Linked DNA regions of Mus musculus: region 1 is linked to region 2. A link is a contact called in public promoter capture Hi-C data. All regions are on one chromosome and are shown on one strand. Each heading gives the region's core, a stretch centred on a gene start, on an enhancer-like site or on the middle of the called end of the contact. The rest is flanking DNA. Distances are from core to core; before and after follow the strand shown.

Region 1 (5,739 bases), core at 953-3,452, 130 kb after region 2:
GAAGACATGTGGGCATGTGGTTAAGTTAGTTACCTGTCTAAGAAATACTCATTCGATCTGATGCCAGAAGATGCTGAGAGGAGGGTGGATAGGCAAGTATCTTAGTTTGCTTTGTGATGCTGTGATAATGACAACACAACAACAACAACAACTTGGGAAGGGAAGGGTGTGTTTGGCTTGTGTGTCTGACCACAGTCCACCACTGAGGGAAGCCCAGGGAGGAACCTGGAGGCAGGAACTGAAGCAGGTGCCACAGAGGAGTCCTGCTTACTGACTTTGCTTTCATGGCTTGCTCATCCTGCTCTATTATACAATCCCGAACCAACCACCCAGGGATGGTGTGGTCTATAGTGGATTGGGCCCTCTCTCTTCAATCTTTAATCAATAGAAAACCCTACAGAGTAAATCCCATGAGGAAATTTTCTCAATTAAAGTTCCCCCTTCCAAGATGACTCTGGCTTATATCAAGGTGACAAAAAAAAAAATACTACCCAGGATAGCACCAAAGTGGGAGAATAAGCAAGGCTGATTCTTTCTCTTTGAAATTTGCAGTATGTCAAGGAATGCAAACAATCACGTGATAGTCACGTAGGTGCAAGGTAAGATGGACCAGGAGAGGGGAAGTAGGACATCTCATTCTCATAATGGATGCTCAGGGATTCCAAAAGACTTAGGTCAAGTGAACAGGAGGTGAGATGAGGCAGGGGAATAATTTCAGCATACATAAAATCTACAATGGAGGCAACAGTGGCCCTCAAAGAATAACACTTGGAGAACCCTCCACTGTCTTGAAACAGGCCACACCTTTAAGTTCTACCTCTACTTATCCTTGGCCTGAAATTGTTCTCCCCATTTCTCCTTTGCAGATTAACCTTGCTTGATGACTGAGACCTGCTTTGGAAAAACAAGGCAAATGTGCCCAGGCTCTGGAAGAGGGAGAATTTGTCTTCTGACACACATTTCTATCTTCAGAAATTCCTGACAATCTACAGCCCTGTTAAGGCATGAAAAATATGTCACTAGCGTTGACTCAATACAGAGGCTATTAATTAATAAAAAATAATTACATGCTGTCTCTGTGGTATTTATTAGAGCTAAGCAGTGAAAGAACCTCCAGGAAGAACGGGAAGCTTTGCCTTGATTCTGTCAATGGTCAGGACCTTGATGACCTCAAAAACTCCATGCAGGGGCCAGAGAGCTGCAAGGTCCTTGTTCTCTCAGCTCTAACACCAGAAACGGAGGCCAGCGCATCTGACTACAAGATTTCTAACTTTTTAAATGTTCAGAAGAGCCCTGGATGGCAAGCAGGCAGGAATTATTCACGGGAAATTAGGAACCAAAGAATTCAAGTAATTGATTCAGATTTACAGCAGGGACAAGACTGAATTTGTCTGCATTTTCCAGTCCAGAAGTCCTGGAATGTGGGAAGAGTGAGGACCCTTCATTCTGGAATGCACCACCTCGAGGTTACTCACTCGGGGAGGTTTCGAGGGAAGAGAGTAGAATCTTAATAGAAATGAACAAGATCTGCAAGGACAACAAAGATTGGTGGGGTTGTGTTGCAGTGCCAAAAAGCTTGCATGCTGACGAGTTTGCATTTCCTAGAGACGAGACAAAGTAGGACTTTGCCGGGAAATCCTGAATTTCTCAACCCCGGCGGTCAGTTATCCAACTGACTTTTTACAGGAAATTGTCCATCACTCTGGAAATCTTATGTGACATAAATGTGACTCTGGGATTCTATAGACTAGCTCGATTAAAGACAGAAATCTTTTATAACCTACAGGTTTAGAACTGCTGACATTATTGTTACATTTATTTTTTCCATAAAACTATGTAATATGGAAATGTACTATTACAAGGCATTTAATCTTCTGTCTTTAAGCCTTCCTTAAAAACAAGCAAACCCAAGGAGAATGAAGGTGGATTGAGAATAGCAATTTATTTTTAATTAAAAAAAAAATCAGTCTTGGCCTGCCTCAAGAAGGGCTGCATCCTTGGACAAATGACCGAGTGTCTTAGTTTCTTGACTTCCCCTGCAGCAAATAGTGGGGTTAGAGGAGGTCATCTTTATTGTCCAGCTCAGCCTAAGACACAAGGAGCAAACTTGACTGCATTCTTTTCCTTAGATGTTGGAGTGGGGGAGTGCTCCCAGTCCTCCACGCTGTACAAAAGCAATCTGCTGAGTCACCTTCATTCTTTGTCCAAAGAACAGAAAGCCCCAACCACAGTCTGGCACTGCTTTCAAGAGCTACAGCCAGTGACACACTCCTAGAGTAAGCAAAGACTATTTACACTTCCAAGGGAAAATTATGTTGGAGGGGCACACAAGGCCTGACCTACTGGAAGGCCAGTTTAGTTTAGTGGTTAAGAGATTAGGCTCTGGTGTCAGGCAGACGTGAGTAAATGGGCCGTAGTCTAATGACCTTGGTCAGGAGAGTTCTGAGGACCAAGTGGCCATTCAAGTAGGGAGGGCTAGCTGTGAGACTGTGCATCCCACAGGGAGCATTGAATGCTTATAAAAGGAAAAACAGTATGAGATGCCACACACATTATATAGGCTAGGTTTTTAAAGGAAACACTATTCGTTCTCTTAACATTCCTGGCAAAGTTATTTGCCAAAGGTAAGAGGGTCAGACAATCAGGGCGGAGTGAAACAACCTCGGCTTAAAGGGAGAATGTGTGACTGGGTGTTTGAATCAGTTGGTTGCACCCTAATGAAGGATTACAGTGAGACGTGGCGGAAAGACAGAAGGATCAGTAAAAAAGAAACGAAGACAGTTAATGAGGATAAAGTTGATTATTTCTATTGTCAATAGAAGGCATTTCTAAGCAAATTCTAACCATTTTTATCAAGAAGAAGGAGTGAAGTAGCTGCCTTGTGTTCCCATTTAAACAAATGCATGGGCATTTCTATGAGCATGTGGAACTCACTGAAAACTTAGGCATTGTGCACTTTGAAACATCTATGTGTATTCTGAACGTGCCCATCGCAGCCGATAGAGTTCTTCACAGCGTCCGTGTATCACTCCCTGTGTTCCCAGCTTCTCTCTCAGCGAGGATAGCACACCCGGTGATTTGGCACTAGTCACTAGTGGCCTCACGTGAACCTGCCAGCTGCCACGGGATGGTAGAGTCCACGACTAGTTCGTGCAAGTCTGCAGCTGCCTCATTCTGATGCACAGAAGTATAACAAGTTGCTAAAGCTTGGGCTGTCAGTCCAGATGCCTGTGGGAAGGGTTTTGGTTCCATTGCTTCCTGGATGTGTGACCTAGGGCAGTCACTTTAAAGCCCCACTTCCACATCTGCACAAATGGAGCTGGTGGCAGAACTCACTTCATGTGGAGGGCCAGGAGTCAGTGCATAAAACCTAATATATCCCCATAGTGTGTTCAGTACCCATGAAATGGCTATGTTCTTTTCCTGCAAACTCTAAGGTTAGGTGCTTACGGTTGGCCTTAAATTCAGAGACAGGAGCCCATTTAACTATAAAGTAAAATCATGGAGTTGGATTTTACAGGAAGGAAATGCCATAACCTTAGTCCCATTTTAATGCATGTCCCATATCAAAGTATAGTCTCATACCAAAGCAATGCCTATTTTCCAGTGCAGTGTATAAATGTAGCATTTTTTTCACCAGATATGATTGTCTCAGAGGCTTACTGCTAAATAAGCTCACCATTTCTAGTCTTTCTGAACTCTGGCTGGTTCAGCTCAGCTGTTCTGCCTCAAAACTCCCCTCCAAGCTGGCTGATTCAAACTGGCTTCTCTTGGCTTCTGGTGAAATTGTTCTGAATTCCATGAACTAAACTGTACTCGCTGCACAAACTGAACAGACTGGGATGGGATTGCACACACTCCGCTGAATTCAACTGCATTCAACTGAACTGCACCAAACTCCTATGAGCTGGACTCAACCGACCTGCTTTCATTGGACCTGTCTTCCCTCCTGACTTAATCTGTGCAGTGTTTACATCACCTCTCTTTCCTGCCTGTATTTCATGAGAGTCAGATCTTCCTCTGATTTGCACTTTGTATGCTCCTCAGTTAGGCATCGCTTTCAAACATGGCTTCTTTCTTCTACAGACCAACTTTACCTTTATTGCTTGGGTTTAAAGGTGTGTACTAGGGATGTGAACTAATGGTGCATACTAAGAGGTTAAAGGTGTGCCATTGCAGCTGGACCGCACAGACCTAGAAAGTCTTTGGATGTGATCCCTTGCTAAAGCATTTAATCCAGTCACGTTGCTGGATTAAAAGGTCTCCGTGGGAATGCCCTAAAATCACAGAAGAGGAAAAAATAAGAGATTTATGCAAAAATCAAGGACAGAGTAAAACTACCAAAGCACTATTAATTCAGCCATATGAATTGTAAAACTCTAATAATTTTATTTTATTACAATTTAAAAAGAGAACTTTTATGCAAGAAAAATAAACAAAGCAAAGGAAACTGCTGGACTCTGCCTTTGGAAAAACCACTTCGTACACCAGCACCACCAGCAGCAGCAGCAGCAGCAGCACCATGTTTTTCACAAGTTTTAAAAACAGTCATCCTTTATGGTGGGAGTCAGGAGGTTAATTGCCTCATTTAATTATCAGGAAAGCCTTCTCTATAGATAGGTTTACATCATGCCCATTTTACAGATGAGGTGACAGTGAAAAATCACAGAATGGAACTGGCACTCACGTGCAGATAGAATGGCTCCATATCTTGTGTTCTCAGCAGTGTGCCAGGCTGTCTATGATCCAGGTTGGCTAATCTCAAGGACCCAGCAGCCCTGGCTTGGCTAGAAGAAAAAGAGACCAGAGATATACTGAGAATAGATCTAATATTTATTGTTATGGTTTCAATTTATAATGTTCCCCAAATGCTTACGGTATGGTCCTCAACAGAGCTGTGCCCAGCTGATTGGATTAAAGGGTCCCAACCTCACTAACTGATTATTCTATTAGTGGATTTATTGTTTAATTGACTACTGAAAGGTGACAGAAACTTGGCATGTAGGGCTAATTGATAGATCCTTAGTAGTATACCCTTGAAGGCTCTATCTTATAGGTGTTTATCCTGGGAATTCCCGCCCTTCTCTCCTCCCCCCTGCTACTCTGCCTCCCTCCCCTGCCTCCCCCACCCCTACTTCTCCACTTGTAGTCACCATGGGATAAGCATCTTTATCCCACCACATGATCCCCACCACTGCTCTGCCATGATCCAAAGAGGTGGAACTAAATGGCCATGGACTGTGGCCTCTGAAACCATAAGCCAAAATAAATCTTTCCTGCCTAAGTTGACTCTCATAGGTATTCTGCTACAACCACTGAAATGTGCAACACACACATATACACCTCAGGCTGCAGTTGCAAGGTATTAGAAACATGAATAGGAGTGAAGTGTGAGTGTGCATCTCAATTCATCATCTCAGCATTCAGGAATTGCTCTCAGAGATGCACCCAAATTAATGATCCTCTGCATACCCATGCTATCCTAAGTAGCTCAAGGCTGGGTGAAGCCACGCACCCACTGGGCCAGATTACTTTCCATAAACATTCTTGTAAACTTTCCTCGTATTAACCTTCCATGGGGTGGGGGTGGGGGGATAATTCATCAACATCTGCATCTTCTTCTATCAGATTCAAGGTGCTTTCATGCCTAGACCTTCATGATCTGCCCCAGGAACCTGAGCTGTAGGAAGCAGCCACTTGATTCTGTTTTTAAATTGCAAGTTAAGAGACTGAGATGGA
Region 2 (6,072 bases), core at 1,319-3,818:
CTTAATTAGCTGAAGTGGGTAAGGAATACAGACTCCATCATGATAGGCCTGCTGAGAACAGCTGAGGGAGGCTGAGTCCAGTGTTCGATCAAAGGTGGCCTATCCAGTGGGGCTTACGTGGGGTAAAGAGGAAAGCTTTTCAAAGATTGGCTTGATTTTACCTCTAGAGCTGGTGGTGTGGCTTGGACATACTTTTCCCCCTTTCAAGATTTCAGTGTCATCACCAGTAATGTTATTTATCTCACTAGATTTTTTATAAGAGGACAGAATAAGAGAGCACATTTAAAGAATTAAGCCAGAGGAGCTTGAGAGACAGTTCAGCCCTTAAGAGCACTGGCTACTCTTCGATTGAACCCAGAGCCAATTCCCAGCATCCACCTGGTTGCTCACAACCACCTGTATATCCAGCTCCAGGTGACCCAACCCCCTCTTCTAGCCTGTGTAGACAAGGCACACACACTGTACACAAACACGCACGCAGGCAAAACATCCATAAACATAAAATAAAAATCAATAAATCTTTAAAAGAATGAAGCCAGAGAACTGGGAATAAGACTCATCAGACCCTTTCCCTTTCTGCGGAACATTTCCTTCAAGCTCTCTGAGAAATGCGGGTGAGTTTGCTGTTTGGAAACAGGAGTTGGAGACTTCATAACTGAACTGAAGGACTGACAGTTCAGCACTGTTCACAATGAAGTTGAGACTAAAAAACTTTATAGGTGAATGGGAAAAAATCATGGAATGTGGGTTCTAATAGTTGACTGCTATCAATCCTTGAGTTTTACAATAAAATTCCTATCAAATTCTTGACAAAAGGAAAAGTGATTCAGGCCAAGGAAACAGACAGGACACTTAATTGTCTTCAAACCAAACAGTTTGTTTCCCTCAATGGATGTCACAGGTGATTAAGGAATTAGAACTCAGAAACACAAAAGGCACAGGCAAGCAGTAATTATGTCGTAGGGACCAGCGTAGGCTGAAAGCAGCAGGAGGTTTAGACTTCCTTAAACTATTTTTTGTTTGTTTGTTTGTTTTTTGTTTTTTCCAAGACAGGGTTTCTCTGTGAAGCCCTGGCTGTCCTGGAACTCACTCTGTAGACCAGGCTGGCCTCGATCCGCCTGCCTCTGCCTCCCAAGTGCTGGGATTAAAGGCGTGCGCCGCCACGCCCGGCTACTTCCTTAAACTCTTTATCCTTTCATGCATAAACTTTTTTTTTTTTTAATTATATGTAAGTACACTGTAGCTGTCCTCAGACACTCCAGAAGAGGGAGTCAGATCTCATTACGGATGGTTGTGAGCCACCATGTGGTTGCTGGGATTTGAACTTCGGACCTTCGGAAGAGCAGTCGAGTGCTCTTACCTGCTGAGCCATCTCACCAGCCCTCGTGCATAAACTTTTAAAGCACAAATGAACCCCGAGGGACAAGGAATGTGTCCAATAGCTTCTCAAGGGAAAGAGATCAAGGTTGGTGGATTTACCAAGACTAGTATAACCCAGTATGAAAGGAACACCATGTAAGAAGAGATGCCGGGTGGTTTGTTTACAGAGGAGAATGACTAGAGACCGGTCCTGTGAGGGTGTGCTGGGCCATGTCTCCAGCTCCAGCATGCTGTGCTTTTAGTAAAATGGCAGAAGCTAGGTTGTAATAAACTTGATTTCACACTAGGAAGTAAAAATTCTATAATGTGAAATTGTTTTCTTCAATTTCCTTCAGTAAAGAATAGTATATTGTACAATCAATCAACCCTGATTCTTTTTACAGCGGTTTGGTTCTTATGTTTTTGATAAACAGGGGTGCATCCATTTTTAATTCTATTCAGTTCATTGATGGGAACTTTAGTAATTAAGACTGTTCTCAGCCGGGCAGTGGTGACGCACGCCTTTAGTCCCAGCACTTGGGAGGCAGAGGCAGGCGGATTTCTGAGTTCCAGGCCAGCCTTGTCTACAGAGTGAGTTCCAGGACAACCAGGGCTATATAGAGAAACCCTATATTGACCCTCCCCCCAAAAGACTGTTCTCATCAAGTCAAAAGTTTAAGTCAACCATGCTCCAAGTGAGAGCTTTACAGAGGGGCATTTAAGCAGTTTTTTAAAAGTTTGACAGAATTATCATTACACAATCTGCAGAGCGTGATGCTGTGCAAACCTTCAACACCAGCCACCTGAATCCAAGAAGACTGGTTTTGAACTGAAAGCAACTCAAAACAGCAGGGGACAAAGAGGCTGGGAATTTGGTTCATAGAACATCAAAGTGAGTTGAAGTCAGGAAAACCAGATGATGGTGCAAGAAGTCTGCGTTTGACTGAAGGAAGGTTAAAAGTTGTGCCGTGGGGGTGGAGGTGAGCTAAGGGCGGGGAGGCCTTGGAAGCCATCGGTGGCAGGGATGGCCCAGTGGATGCGCCGGGTGGAGGGGGGCAGTTGCCTCCGAGGCGGCCTGCGGGGCGCTCTGCGGGGCTCAGCTTTCCGGGTCGAGAGAAGCAGGCCCGGAGCCCGGGGCTGAGCAGTGCTGGCGGCCGGAGGAGGCGGGAGCCCCGGGCCGCTAGCGGCTCCTCCCCCGGCGCCTCCGTTATCTGGGTCAGACACGAAGGCCACCACGCAGGACCTTGGGACCCGCAGGCTGCACAGGGTTCCACTCGGCCATCCTCTCCTGGCTCGCCCGCTCGCCCGCGGGTCCCGGTTCCCTGGCTCCAGCCCCAGAGAAGCCTGCGCAACGACTCCGGGTGCGTACCTAGCCAGGGAAGGGGTACCTGGGCGGGCTGGGCTCGGCAGCCCGGGTCCGACGGGCGGTGGGGCGTGTGGAAGAAGGCGGCGGCACTTCCGGCGGCTGCTCCACTTCCGGGTCGCGGCCTGCCGCCTGGTGACCTGGGGCTGCGGGCACTCCTGGCACCATCCTAGAGGAGCCTGCGCCCTGGAGAGGTGGCTTCCTGACCCCCGAGCCCAGGCGACCACCGGAGGCGGGCACCGCGCCTCTGCTCCTGCCTCAGGCTCGCGCCAACCTTGTTCTCTTTGCGTGCCCCCCAACTAAAAAAGAAAAAAATTTTGATTGTCTGCCCTTTTTTATACAAACATGGAAACTAGACTAACAGCACTACTACTAACATTTGCAAATAAGTTGAATACTAAAAGGCTCCAAATTTAAATTATAGATGAGGAAATGCATGAAAGTCTGATGGAGTGTTAGAATTCAATGGTAAAGTACTTGCATCGCTGAATACATGATAGCCCCAAGAACTCCGTCCGAATGTTGCCTTCCGAAGCTTGAAACTTAAAGCTGATTTGTAAGGCATGTTGCTTGACCCTCTTGGTCGTTTTCGTTCCTCTTGTTTATGGGTTCGAGCTCTTTATGCCTTCCCCTTATCCCAAGGACCAGCTGATGAATTCGTATGAATGTTTCTTAGGAGCTCGTTCTAAACATTCAAGTTACTTTAAGAACATTAATGTCTAGAGGTAAAACTAAGACATGAACGCAATGTTTTCTTTTAAAAGCATTGTGTGTCCTAGTTCCCTTGGAAGTCAACATTTCATTGTTTCACTAGGTGACTCGCTGCTAATAACCTTTGGTTGTGTACTGTATTAATTTTAGGTCATTTATGCAAACATAATAGCTATCCTTTTTCATCGTAAGTGATTTATAACTGGAAGTTTGTAAACTAATAATGTTTTGCTTCCAAAATGCAAACTTGCATCTTAAAATGAGTTGTAAAGTCTGCTCAATAAATTTTAGTTGCCTTATCTGTACTCAGGACAAGAGTATACTACTATAGTCAAGAGTCTAAAAACAATTTAAGTAATTTTATACAACCTTTTAAAGTACACCGTAGGCAAGCAGATTCTGATTTCCAACTTTTATAGTTTTCCTTGTTCATCCGTGTCATATTTCCGATTATTGACACAAAAGCACACTCCAAGTTACTTCTTGTTTGTGCCTTACTATTTTTATTCAGGGTTTTCAAGTCACTGACATAGAAGCACATAGAAGCATAAATTCACACACTCTGACCTATATGTTTCTAGTGGTGAGATTTTTTTTTAAACAAATGCCATATCTAGTGAGTCTATTCTTTGTTAATGTTCATGGTTTTGACGCCTTAGTTCACCTCTAACCATCTCTGCTCTGTCAGCATTCTGTCTGTCCTTGCTTGATGCTTTCTCATTCTGCATGCCGCTGGCTAGATGTCTCTAGGATTTACGAAACAGGAAGCCAGAGGTAACCTTTCTCACTTCTTGAATCTGATAACCCTCTGGGTAGATTACAGCAGTTTGTCTGAAAAATAATAATGGCACTATTGTCTTGAACTACTTCAAAGAGATCATTTGGAGCCGGTGTAGAACCCCAAAAAAGGTAAAAGTTTGGCTGCTTCTCATGTGTTTAAACCTGATTCTGTCTTGGGGATAAGGTCTTTCTCCTGGTGGATTTTTACTTCTGTTTATTTACTTATTAAATGAAAAAAAAAAAAAAAACCTTTCAGATCTTTCAGATGTGTGTGTGTGTGTGTGTGTGTGTGTGTGTGTGTGTGTTTCATAATGTAAAGTTCAAGGCTGGCCTACTAGGACTGGATCAAAGAATTAAATCAGCATAAGAAAATTCCTTATGGTAGACTTCTTTTGTTTTGTTTTTTGTTTCTGTTTTTTGTTTTTGTTTTTCTAGACAGGGTTTCTCTGTGTAGCCCTGGCCATCCTGGAACTCACTCTGTAGACCAGGCTGGCCTCAAACTCAGAAATACGCCTGCCTCTGCCTCCCAAGTGCAGGGATTAAAGGCGTGTGCCACCACTGCTCGGCCATGGTAGACTTCAAGATGGGCGTGTGGGCATTCTTCATTAAGGGTGGGATGGGGCTGGGGATAGAGAGAGAGAAGGCAGGTACAGAATGGGTGTTGTTGGAGCTCTAATGCTGGTTCTGATATATGCTAAGCAAGAACTGTACTTTTGAACTGTTCCCAGCCCTAGTATTTTATTAATCAATAAAAAGCAGAAACAAAAACCAGCCTTAAGATGATCAAGTTTGCTGCGTGATTGGCCTGTAATATAGATGCGTGTCATAGTGTGTGGTACCTTTTTTTATTTCTATTGCTTTTTGTGGTAATCTATCGAGGTAATTTAGTTTTATGCACTAGTTTAATGTTTATGGGGCCAAACAACAGTACTTATTATCAACAGCCTCATCTGTTGCAGATGCATTGGATTCTGCTATCGATGGGTTTCATGGGTGAGTGAGGGGAGCAGCTGGTTAGATGTACAGTTCCCAGATATATCAATTAGTTCAGAGGATATCTGGGTTTAAAAGAGAAAAAAGAAAAAGAAAGGAAAAACTGACAAATGCTCTTCCATCAGACAGGCCAGATTAAGCACCAGGGTCCTCCCTGGGACTGTTGTAAGAGAGAGATTTTCAATCAGTCTCTTAGAGATAATAGTCATCAAAATCTGAGCTAAGTCCTTACTTTTTTTTTTAATGAGGTGGGACATCCAAATTGGAAAGTAACTGTTGTCTATGCATATAGTTTAATATTGTAAGAATCTGGGTTTTTTTTAACTTTTATTTATTTACTTAGTGGTGTGTGTGTGTGTGTGTGTGTGTGCGCGCGCGCGTGCGCGCGCGCGCGCGCACTCGCGCAATAGCACAACTTGCAGGAATTGTCTTTTTCCTTCCACTGTGGGGGAATGAGGATTGATCTCGGGTAGTTGAGCTTGAGAGCAAATGCCTTTGCCCCTCCACTACAATAAGAATCTGAAAAGAAACATTCCTTTAAGCAGCCCTTGGAACTAGATTCCTGCTGCTTTCTGTTTGTCGCCCTCTTCCATAGGTCACTTAAATCATTATGTTTAGTTGGCCATGTAGTATACAGAAACAACAATGCCTTGCTCGAATGTGGAGAATAGTACGGTGCTCGCTGTGGGGCGCACGATTTCAGGGATGCAGCCTAACTCAGGAGTTATGTCCATCTAGTATTTGCGCCCCAGCTTCCACTCCTGGCCGTTTTGGACAAGAAACAATCAAAGAGAACTTTGATAAGCTCCTACATTCACCCACTTAGCCTGAATCTCTGCTGAAGTAATCTGCCTGTTCTTTTGTTA

Evidence for each region. Promoter capture Hi-C pulls out the DNA fragments that hold promoters and counts their contacts.
Region 1: a contact with region 2 is called in a promoter capture Hi-C map of the SN4741 cell line, with 5 times the contacts expected there. The contact joins the enhancer-like site here to the promoter of Rmdn2 in region 2. A contact is called at or near these places in 3 of 39 promoter capture datasets (the 3T3-L1 cell line, the SN4741 cell line and hippocampal neurons), 1 of 115 datasets of contacts at active chromatin or transcription factors (pancreatic cancer cells) and 2 of 9 other capture datasets (adipose tissue and pancreatic islet).

The regions. Positions count from the first base shown.
Region 1 is chr17:79,744,034-79,749,772 of GRCm38.p6, forward strand. Gm33055 (a long non-coding RNA gene) reads left to right here. Exons shown (of 3, transcript XR_385784.3): 3 at 867-1,040. Among named protein-coding and RNA genes, the nearest start is that of Gm33055, 9.5 kb to the left of the region's middle. Within about 2 kb of position 2,203, at least 117 of the 459 cell types and tissues checked have an H3K27ac peak or open chromatin away from gene starts, as enhancers often do. A contact at or near this core is called in the SN4741 cell line, adipose tissue and pancreatic cancer cells, where this site is marked.
Region 2 is chr17:79,612,649-79,618,720 of GRCm38.p6, forward strand. Rmdn2 (regulator of microtubule dynamics 2) reads left to right here and starts at 2,569. Exons shown (of 11, transcript NM_001368314.1): 1 at 2,569-2,720.